Linked DNA regions of Mus musculus: region 1 is linked to region 2. A link is a contact called in public Hi-C data. All regions are on one chromosome and are shown on one strand. The core of a region is the stretch at or near the end of the contact, and the rest is flanking DNA. Distances in the headings are between cores, read along the strand shown.

What was found. A called contact is a pair of places that touch in the nucleus more often than the background predicts.
Region 1: a Hi-C map of Th17 cells shows a contact between it and region 2, with 2.6 times the contacts expected there. The contact joins two enhancer-like sites. A contact is called at or near these places in 11 of 39 promoter capture datasets (3T3-L1-derived adipocytes, the C10 cell line, the HPC-7 cell line and 7 more), 2 of 15 datasets of contacts at CTCF or cohesin (large pre-B cells and pro-B cells), 28 of 484 Hi-C or Micro-C datasets (B cells, the C10 cell line, CD4 T cells and 18 more), 10 of 115 datasets of contacts at active chromatin or transcription factors (CD8 T cells, the HPC-7 cell line, Th17 cells and 6 more) and 4 of 9 other capture datasets (adipose tissue, embryonic stem cells, liver and 1 more).

Annotation. Positions count from the first base shown.
Region 1 is chr15:64,110,105-64,112,804 of GRCm38.p6, forward strand. Asap1 (ArfGAP with SH3 domain, ankyrin repeat and PH domain1) reads right to left here. Exons shown (of 31, transcript NM_010026.3): 26 at 802-972. Among named protein-coding and RNA genes, the nearest start is that of Gm20717, 13 kb to the left of the region's middle. Within about 2 kb of position 1,442, at least 18 of the 459 cell types and tissues checked have an H3K27ac peak or open chromatin away from gene starts, as enhancers often do. A contact at or near this core is called in CD8 T cells and Th17 cells, where this site is marked.
Region 2 is chr15:64,021,010-64,023,709 of GRCm38.p6, forward strand. It overlaps Cyrib (CYFIP related Rac1 interactor B), which reads right to left. Exons shown (of 13, transcript NM_001360036.1): 2 at 1,561-1,611. Among named protein-coding and RNA genes, the nearest start is that of Gm25628, 3.6 kb to the right of the region's middle. Within about 2 kb of position 1,447, at least 98 of the 459 cell types and tissues checked have an H3K27ac peak or open chromatin away from gene starts, as enhancers often do. A contact at or near this core is called in CD8 T cells and Th17 cells, where this site is marked.

The DNA of each region.
Region 1 (2,700 bases), core at 192-2,691, 89 kb after region 2:
GGGCCACTCCTGTTTCGGTATAAAGAGCCTGCACCTATCTGAACCTCAGCAGGAAGCCACTAAAGGGGTGAAGCAGGATTTCTGTTCTCTGAGGGGCCTGTTCTGGTTGTCATGAAGGAGTGAACTGTTTTGGTTTGCTTCTCTTCTTTTTCTGGTACTGGGACTGAACCCAGGGGTGCTTGTGCACGTTAGATAAGCAGGTTAGGTAGCATGGAAACCCATCCCTGTGCTTATAAGGCCCATTATTTTGCTTTGCTGAGTTCCGTGAGAATTGTAATTCCAACCTACAACAGTTGCTACTCTCAGCTGAGATTTAGGGCATGCTGTTCAGGTCCTATTATTACAGTTTACCCTCCATATCTGTGGATAAAAATATTTGGGAAAATATATGTACCAAACATGGACCCATTTTCTTTTTTTAAACCCATACTATTTACACTACATTAGATATGCTGTCTAGAGAGAATTTAATAGTATTTGTGCTCAGGTTACTCAAATGCCTGGGGATGGGGGCCCCTGCAGCTTTTGGTGTCTTGTGTGTGTGGGGTGTTCTACGATCAGCTCCCTGATAATATTAGAGAGCACTTTACTTACTCCTATGGTTCTGAGTGGCCCCAGACACTTTTCAGTCTGTTTCCTGGCCTTAGAAGGCAGGTACAATCATATTAATTCATGTTTCAGTGCACAGCCAGTGTGTGTGCAGTTTAGATGGTTTTCCTAACGTGCAAACTGTCCAGTGCCCAGTGGAGTCCCCCCAACTATCGGGCTCTGGGCTTTGACCCTGACTTTAGGAAAACTTACCCCAAGGAATTGCGCCTTTGTTTGGGGGCCCGTGAGGTAGTGGGCTGGGAGGGTCAGACAGGGTTCTCTTGTGTCCTGGTGGTGGGGGAGGAGGCCTCTTCTTGGATAGGGTGGAGCTGCCACTAGAGGTCTGGGTGCCTAGAGGGAGTGTTGAAGGTGGGCCAGTTGGACCTAGAAAGGAAATTGAACGGGGGGCAGGAGGGTTAATCCCAGTCTCACAGACACACAACAGCCAGTATGTAATTACTCATCAAAATGTGCTATAATATGGAAGTCCACCAGCCCACCAACTCACAAACAGATTTCAAAACTGTTTGTTGGAGGAAGGCTCAGCCCTGATGGGGACATCTGTATCATACCCTGTCCTCCCAGGGCTCAGCCATCACTGTGGGAGAGGGGGGGAATAAGGGTAAGAGCCAGAGGCAGTGAATGAGCAAAGGAAACTGCTTTCTGGACACAGCAGGGAGGTTGCACAATTGAGGTAGCACTCCTAAGACCTGCGCAAGCTCCAGCCAGATAAGATCGCAGCATGAAGAGGAGAGGGGGGCACAAAGTCGCCCCCAAGCTGAAGAGCTGTTGGCAGTTGGTAGCTGCTGGGACTGAGAGTCACATTTCTTTAAGGGTGTGTTCTCCGGTGGATTGTGATCACCATCTAGTGGAGGCCACACATCCAAGAATAAGTGTATAAATTAAACTTGTTGGGGAAGGGAGGGAGGGGAAAAAGGACACAAAGTGGAATGGTTCTGGAAGGGCAGATGGATCTGGGAGAAGTCAGAGAGAAGTAAGTATGATTAAAATACATTGTATGAAGTTCTCAGGGAACTAGAAATGAGAAAGATCACAGTAAGAATTCAAGAGATAAGTAGATGGGGTGGGGGGCTTAGCTAAAAATTACAACACAGGAAAAAAAATGAGTATTTTAAAGGAGCAAAACACCAGTCAAGCCAAGCATGGTGGTATAAGTCTGAAATCCCAATCTCTTAGGAGGCCAAGGCAGGGAATCATGGACATCAAGAATTGCATGGTCAGTCAGACATGTGATAAACACTCGTTTAAGAACCAAGGCAGAGAGAAAACAGTCGTAACATATACAGAAAGCCCGGGGATCTAGTCCTTCCCTCAGGTGCTTGGTATAAAGAAAGCACACACATTTTCAATCAGTAACTCAACGGAAGTTACTGGATCTACTTAGGATGAAGGCATAATGCGCTGCCACCAAGTTCAAGAGGGGCACAGCGGGGTGCTGTGAGCTTGGCAGTCAGTGGCCCACAGTTAAAATATTCAGATAGCAGAGTTTTTGAATTCTACTACAGTTTTTCTTTTAGTCAGAAAACAAGCTTTCCTCAAAAACCAAAACCAACCAAACAAAAACCCCAACCAGCCAATCGTTTTGGTAAGGATCTAAGATGACTTAGAACAACAACTCAGAAACCTCTTTTTGTTCTAATTCCAAACTGTTCTGGAAATCCCAAGCCATCTGTTATACTTGAGTCTGAACTCCAGCTAACGAAGCTGGTTTTGAATCAGTTATAGGTGCACCATATACATTCTTGACGTGAGGGGGCATGTAAGATGTTACGCTGGGCAGCCGGATGGGTATTTCTCTAGAGAAGCCCTCATGGGCCCGCTTTAACCATGTCCACGAACAAATGCTTCTATACACATGTAGGAAGGAAGAAAAAAAAAAAAGGAAAGCGATAGAAACCAGGGAGGGGGGAAGCTAGGAACATTGCCATATGCAAGATACTTAGTGATCTAGAAAAGTTCCAAATGAGCTTTTTATACTCTGTGTTAAAAGAAAATCATAATTACTGATGGTGTTCTTCCTGGGTAAACTTAAAAGATAGTTTTAATTATTAATTAATGGTTTGTACTAACAAGGATTCAGTCATTAATTCT
Region 2 (2,700 bases), core at 197-2,696:
AAACTTCCAGGTCACTGAACCCAATGCAGTCACTCATTCACGCTTCAGTCCTAGCGGTATTAAAATTCCAGCTTACAGGCTGTCCACCGAGCTTAGTAAATAATGGCACTTTCCACACGAGCCCTGTGACCCGAGCTCAGTCCCTAGAACCCACATAAAGGACAACGGAGAGAACAGGCTCCAAACTTTGTCCCCGTGACACTGTCCCCTCCCCACTCAATAATAAATGTAAGATTTCTATAAAATGCATCTCACTCCAGGTTTAGCCTCTAACATCAGAATGTAATATAAAAACTGAAAACTCCAAAATGGTTTGAAAATCCCATATGGCCTCACACTGAAGACTGGCCGACTGTCTTTTATGACATACAACATCGTCTTTCTTTTAGCACTGGACTGACTGTCTTAAGCTAAGCACCATATGGAAGAGATGGTTTGGATGTAGGGGGCATGCTGTGTGATAATTACAGTCTATAAATACAGGAGACACTTGATGGCATGAGATGCTCAAATTTTAAAAGGCACTGAGAACAAAGACTAACAGAAGGAATAGCAGATCCAGGCCTCCTATCATACTCACTCCGAGACAGAGGCCTGCCGGGTGAAATGATATGACCACCTATGCTATTTAAGGTGGTTTTGCCTTCAGTTTGCTTTGTTGAACAACTATGCCTGCATCTGTATAAGCTGAAAACACAGACATGATAAAGTGCTGACTCATCAGGCAGTTCTAGGGAGCATCCTAGCATGGTGGGAATACTGAGCCTCCTGATTCGGGGCAGTTAACTTGGGTAGGATAGTAAACATTTATCCAGCTGTAAAGAATAAGATTTGTGTTTAACTGCACACATAACTCCATTAAAAAAACAAAACAAAACATTAAAACCATTAGAGCACGCCAGAGCAGAGGTTGCCATGGGCCACTGTGCTGAGGGCCCCTTACCATGCTGACGCATCACCACAAAGCTGGCCAGCCACGTGGAATGTGGTGAGGCAACCAAGAGGCACAGGAAAAGAAGACAGAAAATGCCCGTGCCCTGCCAGCCAGGGGGCACCTGAGCTCAAGGAGAATGGTTTTCCCCCACGACAGGCGCCCTCAGAGGGCAAAAATTACGCTGGTTAACCGGCTTGCAAGCCAGGTGTGAATATTGACTCTGCCTTTCATCACAGAACGACTGGGGGCAAGGTCCTTCCTTCCCGTGAATTTGAGCTTGGTAGGGCTACTGTGACTTGGGTAATGTCTACACACTATGAGTCTATGGCTCAGAACTCTTTGCTGCTACTGTTACCTGGGGCAGGAAGGTAGAAGTATCACCTCACTTCCAAATTAGTTATTTAAAGTCCTAGTCTGACTCAACAGCCTACAGATGCTCAGCGTTCATGGGCCAAGGAGATGATGCGTTATGTGCTGTCACTTCCATGGGGTGGGGACGCTTCTACTGAAGTGAAAGTCACATCTGGCTCGCTGCCCCACCCACTCCGTTGTTTCTTCAGAGTGAGAGTGAGCAGTGCAGGGTTAGAGCCAGGTGGCTAGGGTCCCATGCCAGCTCTGTTACTTACCAATGCAGTAGCCTTGAAAGGATCTCAGATCCCGGGCCTCGGCGTCTTCTCCTGTAAGAAGAGTGACAGCAAGGATTAAGCGAGCTACAGCAGCACGCCGAAAGCCACCAGGAAGTCCTGGCCGTCACCATTACGTCTTCCCTTCCGATACTAGTAACATGGTCTGAGAGGACGACTTGTAAGTGCCAGTTACACAGACCAGGCCAAAGCGTCCCATCTTTACACGTGGTACCATGGGACTGTCACCTACAAAGACCATGCTCAAGAACTATGGAAGTGCCAGGCATAGTTCTTTGATCACACACCTTTGATCCCACTACTTGGGAGACTGAGTTCAGAGCCAACCTGGTCTCCATAGTGAGTTTCAGGATAGCCACAATTTTGGGGTTTTGTTTTTGGTTGGTTGGCTTTGTGCCCTGTCTCAAAAAAAAAAAAAAAAAAAAAAAAACTAAACAAGGAGAAAACAAACAAACAAACAAACGTATGCAATCAAGTTACAAAAACAAACATCACACAGATTTCTCACGTTTGGACTGGAGAGATCATTCAATGGTAAGGATGCTTACTGGTCCTGCAGAGGACGAGGATTCAATTCCCATCCCTCGCACTAAACAGTTTACAACCGTCACTCCAGCTCTAAGGAATCTGACACCCTCCTTTGGTCTCAACAGGTACCTGCACAGGTGTGATACACAGAAACTCATGCAGGCACATTCCTTTAATCTCAGTGCCCAAAAGGCAGAGGCAAGTGGATCTCTGTGAGTTCAAGGACAGCCAGGTGTACACAGTGAGTTCCAGACCATCAAGAACTAGAGTGAGACCCTGCCTCAGAAAAAAAAAAGTAAATGAAGTAAGAGTTTTTAAAATGTCACATTTTAAGTTAAGTTTACAATGTTGTGTTGGGCTACATTCAAAACGACCCTTGCAGCATGCAGCCCATGGGTCACAGGTTAGACGCACAGCAGCAATGTTTCTCAAATCCGTCTCTCACTTAGTGCTGAAAATAACACTAGCCATCACAAGGATGGGGGGTGGGAGGAGATGGGGGGGAGAGGGGGGAGAGGAGAGATGGAGATGCGGGAGAAGGAGCTCTGAGAATAATTTGCTGACAGTTGCACAGATGAAGGCAAAGCCCCAAAC